2 separate regions of the Sus scrofa genome follow, and region 2 is linked to region 1. Evidence: chromatin contacts called from public promoter capture Hi-C data. All regions are on one chromosome and are shown on one strand. Each heading gives the region's core, a stretch centred on a gene start, on an enhancer-like site or on the middle of the called end of the contact. The rest is flanking DNA. Distances are from core to core; before and after follow the strand shown.

Region 1 (4,918 bases), core at 2,112-4,611:
GAGCCCACAAGAGAGCCTCTGACTGCTTTCGGCTTTGTAAAGCCCCTACTCTCCCACTTTTCCTGTGCACATCATTTCTACGGCTTCACTCTATCGTCCTGATTGCAAGTCAGCTTTCCCGACCAAGGCCAGACAGGGTGTCCAGGAATACGAGAAAAAACAAACAGAAAGCTGAGTTTTTAACTTAATATAAATCTAGTCAACCACCACAGTGTCATCACCAACTGTAAATGAGATCACAGTTGCTGGGCCTAAATTTATCTCCGTGACTGGAAGGACAAGTACTACACTAAAGGCTCTTCCCACTAGCTATTAAAAACTGACTGGGGGAGTGAGGGGGGTGTTTCCTTATCTACCTACTTTAACCATCAGCTCCCTTTGTAAAGTCAGTTAATTCTGCACAAGGCGGGCTTAAAGCACAATTAAATGAATATACATTCTTGAATTCCAAAATATTTTAAAAAAACAAATTCCACTGCAAAATGTTGAATTATCAAGCGGGTAATTTTATTAAACCAACAAAAAGAAAAATTGGTTTAGGTCACACATTCAGGCTTTATACCAAATTTCATCTTTTAACACTATTCCATCCATCCTAAGAACCATATTCGATTCATGAACCTATAAAAACGTAAAACTAACCTCTGCCTTTTACTTCTATGCAAAGTGCTAAAACCAATAAAATCACAAAAAAAACTGCAAAGTAGGTCACCAACAAACATTACCAAATCTCCTGATGTTCCCTTAGCACACTGTCAGCTGAGAACAGCAAAGCAGAGTGAGTTAAATAAAGAACAAAGAATTGCCTACTTTTCTACCAGTCAGAAGAGGTACAAAAGCTCAAATTCAAAGGATTTAGCAATAAAACCTCTAGCTTGGCTGGGAGGCAGGAAGGTAGACAAATTTTATATTAATCACAATCTGCTTCAATTCATTCGTTCCTGACAAATGAATGCACAAGAGGTCAACTGGCCTATCCATCTGTGAATTACCAGTTTTCATATTCCTGCCCAACTGATAACCATTTGCCCAAAGTCAAAAACAGTATTTTTTTAAACATCTGAATGGGAAACTATCAAAAATTTCCCTCAATTAATGCATAAAGAACTTTCTGACATATTTTGCCTCCAGAAATAACTAGCTGAACTCAAACCTAACAGTTCAATGTATGTCATCACAATGTTATAACATTTAGTAACTTAAAATGCTAATTCAATAGTTAACTGGTGTCTAAATGCAGGTAACTGGAATTGCTACAGGAAGGCAAGCTCCAAGGAAAACAATGTTATAATCTAAAGCTACCTGTTATTCATGACAACCCCAACAAAGAACTTGTCTTTATAATATTTTGGTCCTTTATCCTACTGTTACTTTCTTTTAAGAAATATGGAAATTACTTGTTAAATGGAAATACTTAAAAATAATAAGCTTCCTCTTAGCTTTTTAATTTCCTACAAGGATCTAAAAATTATGTTTCCTCTGGCTGCAAAAAAAAAATCTTAAAAACTAATCCTAAAAAGTGTCTGCACACACAGAATAAATTTCTTTACAATAAAGAGAAAAAAAATTGAAAGCCACCCCAATAAAAAGTATTCAGAAAAGCTAGCCCCCCCAGTTTTATTGCAGCTTTAGCTCAAGTAGCCATTTGTGATGCAAAGTAATGATTCGAACCTGCAACACAGGAACATTTATTACTTTTACCTTAATACACTAGCCTAAAGAAATATAACTCTACTAGAAATACTTAAACACAAGTCTTTGAAGGTACCTTCTACATTTGCATGTAACAGGAGCACATGCAACAATGCTAAATAGACAGACTTTCATCCACAGAAGATCCCAACCGCCTTAAGGGTAAGATTTCCAATTCCAAGAGCTATCACCCCTAACGCACCGAGCTTAGGCTCCACAGAGGTCAAATGTATACTCTAACTGGGCACCAAGGTTTCCATTCCAATTTCAAATTTTAACTTACACATGCTGGCTAGATCTGAAACGCCTCAAAGTGCAACCTCATTTTCCTCGACTATAAAACGAGGAAGTCAAACAATCTTCTCCAAGGTCTTTCTCGAAAGTCTGCCCCAATTAAAAAATGAAGCAAAGATTCAAGATATCAAGGCCTAACTTCCTGCTGGTGGGAATTTCCCATCGTCAGCCTACTACGTTTCAAATCTGACAGCACACTGTCCAGGTTCAGTTGCACTTAGTCATTTTATTCTGTCGTTTCCCCAGAAGCTTTTAAGGCAGCACGTCCGTCAGCCACCTGTAGGAAAACCTGTCGCAAGGAGGCCCAAACCCTTTCTCTTCCTTGGTCACAGACCCACGCCCAACCCTTGTCTCCCTGGAAGCCCACAACTGGCCCAACTACAAATGCCGCTGCAGTCGACCTTCCGAGGCTGGTACTGTCCCCAGGGACTAGTGCTCTGGGGGCAAAGGTGCCCTGGAGCCGCACACGGCGCTGCAACAAAGACTACAATAGACTTGGGGGACGAGGAGTCAGGTGGCCTGCGTTCAAATTCCTGTCCCTAACGATCTGTGTTCGACCGTGTCACTCCACCGCTGGGCCTTCGAATCCGCTGTAAACATTAGAAAATCATGGTACCTACCTCATCGGGACATTGCGGGACTAAAGGGGAAACACACAAGGTGCGCACGACTGTGCCTGGCACAGAGGGAGGGCTTAGAAGATGAGTAGTTAGTACTATCATCATTCGACATCCACGAAGTCGCTGCTTACCCTTCACTCGCTGTAAAAGCTTGGGGGGCAGCACTTCTGCTTCCCGAGTCCAGAAATTCTCATCGCACTTTCGTGCCCCCCCCCCCCCATAAAAGCCTTCTCTGGTCTGGGATTAAGCTGGAGCTACAGCCAGGAAAGGACTCGGATGGCGCGTGGGGGTGCGGGCGGGAAAAGCTGGCGAGCTCGCCGCGCGGGGCCCCAGGCCCTCGAGAGCACTCTGGGGCTCGGGCGGCGGCTGCGGCTCGCTCTCGCCCCGCGTGGCCGTTGGGCGCGGCACGCGCACGCCGCGAACGCGGACACGGCCACGCGCGCCGGCCGGTGGGGGCGGGGGGCGGAGAGCTCCTGCGCGCCCGTGCGCCTGCCGCGCGCGCCTGCGGCCGTTGGGGCGGAGGTGGGGAGGGGGAGCTCGCACAGTCGCCGTTCGGACGTCTCCCTCTCACCTCTGCCCCAGCTCGCCCTCCTACCGGTCCAGCCCCGCCCACACCCTGCCGTACCTGCACGGCTGAACGGGAGAGGAACAAGCTCTGCTCCACCGCAAGGCAAAAGGCAAATACCCTTCACGCAACTGCGTCCGCACACACGCGTGCTCCGTCGCCGGGCTATATAACCGAGACTCAGACTAACTTGTTGCGGCCAAGTCGGGCAGGCTAGTGGCCAATCCCGACGGCGTCCTCTGAGCTCTTCGCGCAGCAATTGGGTACTGACTCAGGATGAAGGCGTGGCTCTTGATTGGCTTTGACTTTTGCCTATGAGCCTGTAAGGATCTCGTTTCCCTAGTGACGGATTGGCACTGAGAGAGACCAATAACGGAAAGGTACGGTGGGGAAGGGGCTGGGAACTTCTTTGACCGATATCCACGGTAGCCAATAAGTGCGTGCAGCCGTTCCCATTCGTTAAAACGTCTTCCCCTGGGCGGAGATCCGTTTTCCATGCAGGAGCGGTTGATCCACAAGGTGGGGCCCTTGTACTTTGGGGAAGTAAACCCCAAGCAACTAGGAGGTGGGCGCCAGGGTGGCTGGGGGGCCCCGGCCCAATCGCAGCGCGGAAAAGAGGTGATTGACGCCGGGGTTGAACGGTACCGAGGAGGCTGAGCCCCGGGGGCCGCCTTGCCTTCTGGGGAGGTTCTGAGGCTTTCTTGGCCCCGGCTTCTGTCCTTTTCCCTTTCCTTTCTTCACTTGTTGGGTGCGGTCCCTGAGGCCCCCTTCTCCCGCTTTTCCCGCACAATTTGGTACCAGCCGAACCAGATGGTGAAGTTTCCCGTTGCTTTATTTTATTTTTTTCCTCTTATGCCAACTTTTTTATTTCCACGCGGCCGCCTAAGGGCACTTGCTGGTTCTCAGCATTAGTCAGCACTATTACTGGACAACCGTTCAAGGAAAGCCAGAGGAGAAGGTAACTCCCGTTGTGTACCTAAGGGCTTGTAAAAAGGTCGCACGTGAAAACTGTTGACTTTGAGGACACTCGTTTCTACTCTGCCCTTCTGGGCAAGTGCTGCTGCAGGTCGGCTAGTGGGTGTTGACCGAGGAACAAGAGTTTGTTCATTCTCCCGGCAGCTTGGCCCTTCCTGTAACATCCTGTGCGTCACCACCATTGTCATTCCCATTTCCAGTTGCCCTAGGTGTGGGGCCTTATTTCTTGTAGTCGTTACATCTTGAAAAGGTAGTTTGTCAAACTCCTATGGACACCCCAAAGCGTCCCTAAAACACCAGAGGCTAAGTGACGCTCCAGCCCGGTCCTGTCCACGTCTTCTAGCCTTTTGTTAGGCCCTCTATTGGTCACCCTGAGCATTTCACATGGAAATACAGAGACACGCCTCGTTTGAGTCTCCTTTGCAGGCACGTGGTCCTGGGGAGGGTCTCAAAATTTTGTAAATTTGGAAATAATGCACGTGGAGCCTCTGCTGGGGGCGAAAGGACAGGGGAGGCAGCCTGGTGGGGTCGGGGTGCAGCCCCAGAAGCTAAATGGGAGCGTCCCTCTGCCCCCCGCCCCCCAAGCCCCACTCCTGCATCAGCCTCTCTCATTCAGCACTTAATGAACTCCAGGGGCTGGGGTCAGGGATGATCAAGATGCTGCTGACCCTGCTTGCTGCCACCCATTGAACAAACCAGGGCCTGGAAGCTCCTCCGCGAGCTCGGGGAAACTGGGGAAGGGGCATATGGGACTTTGGGGGCAAGGAAGGGA
Region 2 (4,847 bases), core at 2,329-4,828, 890 kb after region 1:
ATAGTTTCAGAAAAATGAGAAAACAGTAGGTATAACTTGTTTTTGCTTTTTTTTTTTTTTTTTTTTGTCTTTTTGTCTTTTTAGGACTGCACTCGTGGCATATGGAGGTTCCCATGCTAGAGGTCTAATCAGAGCTACAGCTGCCAGCCTACACCACAGCCACAGCAACTTGGGATCTGAGCCTCGTCTGCGACCTACACCACAGCTCATGGCAACGCCGGATCCTTAATCCAGAGAGCGACGCCAGGGATCAAACCTGCAACCTCATGGTTCCTGGTCGGATTCGTTAACTCCTGAGCCACGACGGGAACTCCATAATTTGTTTTTGAATGTTGTGGCAGAAGTGTATTTCATAATACAGAGCTGTCTTGTAAAATTTGAATCAACGGCACAACTTTGCCAGTTGAGACTGATCCAGGAGTTCCCTGGTAGTTCAGTGGGTTAAGGATTTGGAATTGTCACTGCTGTGGCTCTGATTACTGCTGTGGCATGGGTTTGAACCCTGGCCAGGGAACTTCTGCATGCTGCAGGTGCGGCCAAAAAAAAAAAAAAGAGAGAGAGAGAGAGACTAATCTGGAGGTAACTTTAAAAAAAACCTTTGGAGTTCCCGTCGTGGCTCAGCAGTAATGAAACAGACTAGTATTCATGAGGATGTGGGTTTGATCCCTGGCCTCGCTCAGTGGGTTAAGGATCCAGCGATGCTGTGAGTGTGTTGCAGGGTGCAGACTAGGCTCAGATCCCACGTTGCTGTGGTTTTGGTGCAGGCCAGCAGCTATAGCTCTGATTTGACCCCTAGTCTGGGAACTTCCATATGCTGTGGTATGGCCCTAAAAAGACAAAAAAAAAAAAAAATTACTTTTGGGAGTTCCCGTCGTGGCGCAGTGGTTAACAAATCCGACTAAGAACCATGAGGTTGCAGGTTCGATCCCTGGCCTTGCTCAGAGGATTAAGGATCTGTTATTGCCGTGAGCCGTGGTGTAGGTTGCAGATGTGGCTCAGATCTCATGTTGCTGTGGCTCTGGCGTAGGCCAGTGGCTACAGCTCCAATTAGACCCCTAGCCTGGGAACCTCCATATGCTGTAGGAGCGACCCAAGAAATGGCAAAAAGACAAAAAAAAAAAAAATTACTTTTAGGTGCATGCATATACTTAACACTGGGCTGGCACATTTTGGCAAGACATACAGCTGCAAACATGACATCTCTCATATTAATGTGTTAATAAAGGAGTTAGTAATGATGCTTGGAGCGCTAAATTTAGCAAATAGAGAGAAAGGATGTGTATTTAGTCACATCTAGTCTTTCCATGTAAATAGTGATACCAAGATGCTGGAAGATGCTTAAAAACAGTGTCACGGAAACAATTTCATGTTTCCATGGAAACCTATGCTTGTCTAGAGGTTCACCCTGCAGACTATCTGATACTTGTCTTTCAATATCTGGGAACTATTTTACAATTCTGTAAGTTGGAGGTAAGTGATAGACAAGAAAATTCTGTCCTGTCTGATGAGGTTGAATTGCCCTCCTTCCCAATCCTGTGGGGGAAAAAACCAGCTTGTGTGTCTGCATTTTCCTTTCAACACTCCTTTACTCCATACACGTGTGCCCTTTTTTTTTTGGTCTTTTTTTTTAGGGCTGTACCTGCAGCATATGGAGGTTTTCAGGCTAGGAGTCGAATTGGAGCTGTAGCCGCAAGCCTATGCCACAGGAACACAAGATCCTAGCCGCCTCTGTGACCTACACCACAGCTCACTGCAACGCCTTAACACACTGAGGGAGACCAGGGATTGAAACTGCGTCCTCCCGGATACTAGTCAGATTCGTTTCCGCGAGCCACAATGGGAACTCCCATGTATACACTTTTTAAAATGTTTTTTTGAACTAGTTTTAACATCTGCCTGCTTTTCTCAGTAATTAATGAGTATTATACAACTTTCAACAGGTGTCATTTTCACACCTGTGTGCATCAAGATTTTACCTTTTTCCTGAAAATTACATTGTAGCAAATCAGATTGTCTCACAAACCTTACTTTTGTGCCTAGTCTTTTTCCTTTTTTTTTTTTTTTTTTTGTCTTTTTAGGGTCGCACCTGTGGCATGTGGAGGTTTCCAGGCTATGGATTGAATAGGAGCTGTAGCTGCCAGCCTACACCACAAGCCTCAGCAATGTGGGGTCCCAGCTGCATCTGTGACGTACACCAAAGCTCACTGCTCTCTCTAGAGCCTTGACCCACTGAGCGAGGCCAGGGATCAAACCTGTGTCCTCATGTATACTAGACGGGTTCGTTAACCACTGCGCCACAATGGGAACTCCGCCCTAGTCTTTTTATCTTATTGTCATCTCTCTGCAGAAAAGACCTCTTAAGAAAAAGGTCGGAGTTCCGTTGTGGTGCAGTGGTTAACGAATCCGATTAGGAGCCATGAGGTTGTGGGTTCGATCCCCGACCTTGCTCAGTGGGTTAAGGATCCGGCGTTGCCGTGAGCTGTGGTGTAGGTTGCAGGCGCAGCTTGGATCCCTCCTTGCTGTGGCTGTGGCATAGGCCGGTGGCTACAGCTCCGATTCGACCCCTAACCTGGAAACCTCCATATGCCGTGGGAGCGGCCCAAGAAAAGGCAAAAAGACAAAAAAAAAAAAAAAAAAAAAAGTCATCCTCAATCTGAAATCACACCTTTTCCAATCAGAAGGATCTTAATTTACAAGGCTCTAGCTCTTGGGTCCTAAGATTTTGAATTAAATTCTTGTGGTATCAGGAAGTGGCTGTTTTCCCACCGTTACTGATTTTTCCAATCAACGCTTTTTCCTGTTTACTTTCTCAGCCTTCCTCGGTGGCCAGTGAACCGGTTATCCCAATCTTTGTCAGGTGACCAGACAAAACATGGAGTGTGCGTTAGTGGGGGAGGTCAAGTACGAATATGTAATCATTTATTTTTTAAAAAGCCTGGTTTTGATGTACAGTAAAGAAGTTCCAGGAGTTCCCGTAGTGGCGCAGTGGTTAACGAATCTCACTAGGAATCATGAGGTTGCGGGTTCGATCCCTGGCCTTGCTCAGTGGGTTAAGGATCTGGTGTTGCCGTGAGCTGTGGTGTAGGTCGCAGACGCACCTCGGATATGGCATTGCCGTGGCTCTGGCATAGGCCAGGGTATACAGCTCCGATTCGACCCCTAGCTTGGGAACCCCCATATGCCGCGGGTGCGGCCCTAGAAAAGCCAAAAAGACAAAAAAAAAAAAAAAAAAAGAGAGAGAGAGAGAGAGAGAAAAAAAGTTCCAGAGGTCTCAGGAGTTAGGCGGACACGTAAATCTCCCCGCTGGCGGTCTTGATCCTCCTGGCCCCTCCTTCCCGCTCACTCCCCTCCCTTCTCCTCCCCTCCCCTCCCCTCCCCTCCCTTCCCCTCCCCTCCCTTTCCCTCCCTTCCCCTCCCTTCCCCTCCCCTCCCGGCCTCCCCTCCCCGCCCCTCCACTCTAGTTCCAGCCCCCCCCCGCCCCGCCCCTGGAGGCGGGGGCCGGGGTGGGGGGCGGTGCTGGGAATCCCGGACGGCCACTGGCCCGCCGAGATCCTGCCGCCCTCCGTCACCGCGTCCACTTCCGCCCCGGAAGGAGGCGCCTCCCCCTCGGCTCGCCCCTGACCGTCACCCCTGGGTCCCGCGGGGTTGCAGCGCTGTCGCCTCCGGTCCGGCCTCCTCCGCGCGAGTGGACAGCGGTCTTCAGGCGGCGGGAAGAGGTACGTGCGATTCGCCCGCCCAGGACCGCGCTGCAGGTCCGCTCTGGTTTAACTTGCGCGGGCGGTTGCAGGAGGCAAAGGAAGTCTTTGCCATGTGCACAGGTAATGGACCTGCCAAAATCCATTTTCAACACCTGCTTTTCTCAAAACAGTACATTGTCATCGCAGAAAAGCAACCCCTGCCACCCCCCCTTTGGCATAGTTTCCTGTACTGTTGAGCAGTACATTTTAAGAACAGCGTTTAAATCATACGGTATATAAACCTGTATTCCTTTTTTACACCTAACACAATGTCACCAGCCTTTCCTCTGGGCCACTACTTTTGAGTAACTATTTTTTTAGAGTTGAACATTTTGGTTGTGTAGTTCTTACTACTAACATAAAAGTATGGGGGGGAAATGAGCATATCCGCATCCAGATAGTTCTCCACGCTTTGCAGCATGTATTAAGGATGGCTATTAGGAGAAGAGGTGCCGGGTCTAGGGGTGTGGTGTCCTGGATGAGGCGTACTCATTGCCAGGAAAGACTGTAAGTTTCCCACTCAGCCATGTGGGTCAGGAGGCGAAGCTGTGGCCTCCACGGGCCTTGCTAACACGGGGCATTGGGATTTAGGGTTACTTGCTGATGGAAATGCCACCTGTTGTTTTCAAAGCCCATTTAAAGTAAGGTGGTCAGAAGCGAGCCCAACAGTCCGAGAAAAGGCCAAAGGCAGCCGCGTGATTGGCAAGTTCATGGGCCAATCTATCTTCATCCCATCTGGCTTTCTAATTACTGCTATCAAGGCCCCGTACCCTAAGGAGAACACAACCTTGACTACTGAAAAATAAAAATAATCTGAGGAGCTGATGTTCCTAAACCCATCTAAGGATAAGGAGGGTCTTGCCTTCTCTGATGCAAGATTGAAGGTCAATTGCTGTGCCAACGACAGTGTTTACCCAGGAAATGAAAAGCACCCAGCCTTCCCGTGGCCACCTTCTGTCCTGTATTATCTCTCATTGTTGCTTCTGATGCCCTTACAGGTGTTTCCATTTCTAAATTGCTGCCAGGCTTTAGCCCTAGGTTTCTTTGCTTGTTGCAATCCCATCAACGCCAATCCCTCTTGCTCCTCAAAATCTCTATCTCTGGATTTCC

What was found. Promoter capture Hi-C pulls out the DNA fragments that hold promoters and counts their contacts.
Region 2: a promoter capture Hi-C map of fetal liver shows a contact between it and region 1, with 2.9 times the contacts expected there. The contact joins the promoter of CMBL here to the promoter of G3BP1 in region 1. A contact is called at or near these places in 1 of 5 promoter capture datasets (fetal liver), 2 of 47 Hi-C or Micro-C datasets (heart right ventricle and liver) and 1 of 2 datasets of contacts at active chromatin or transcription factors (alveolar macrophages).

What each region holds. Positions count from the first base shown.
Region 1 is chr16:71,272,723-71,277,640 of Sscrofa11.1, forward strand. G3BP1 (G3BP stress granule assembly factor 1) reads right to left here and starts at 3,362. Exons shown (of 12, transcript NM_001205405.1): 1 at 3,232-3,362. It overlaps LOC100514500, which reads left to right and starts at 4,007. Exons shown (of 2, transcript XR_002339616.1): 1 at 4,007-4,129.
Region 2 is chr16:72,167,252-72,172,098 of Sscrofa11.1, forward strand. It overlaps CMBL (carboxymethylenebutenolidase homolog), which reads left to right and starts at 3,579. Exons shown (of 6, transcript NM_001244350.1): 1 at 3,579-3,716.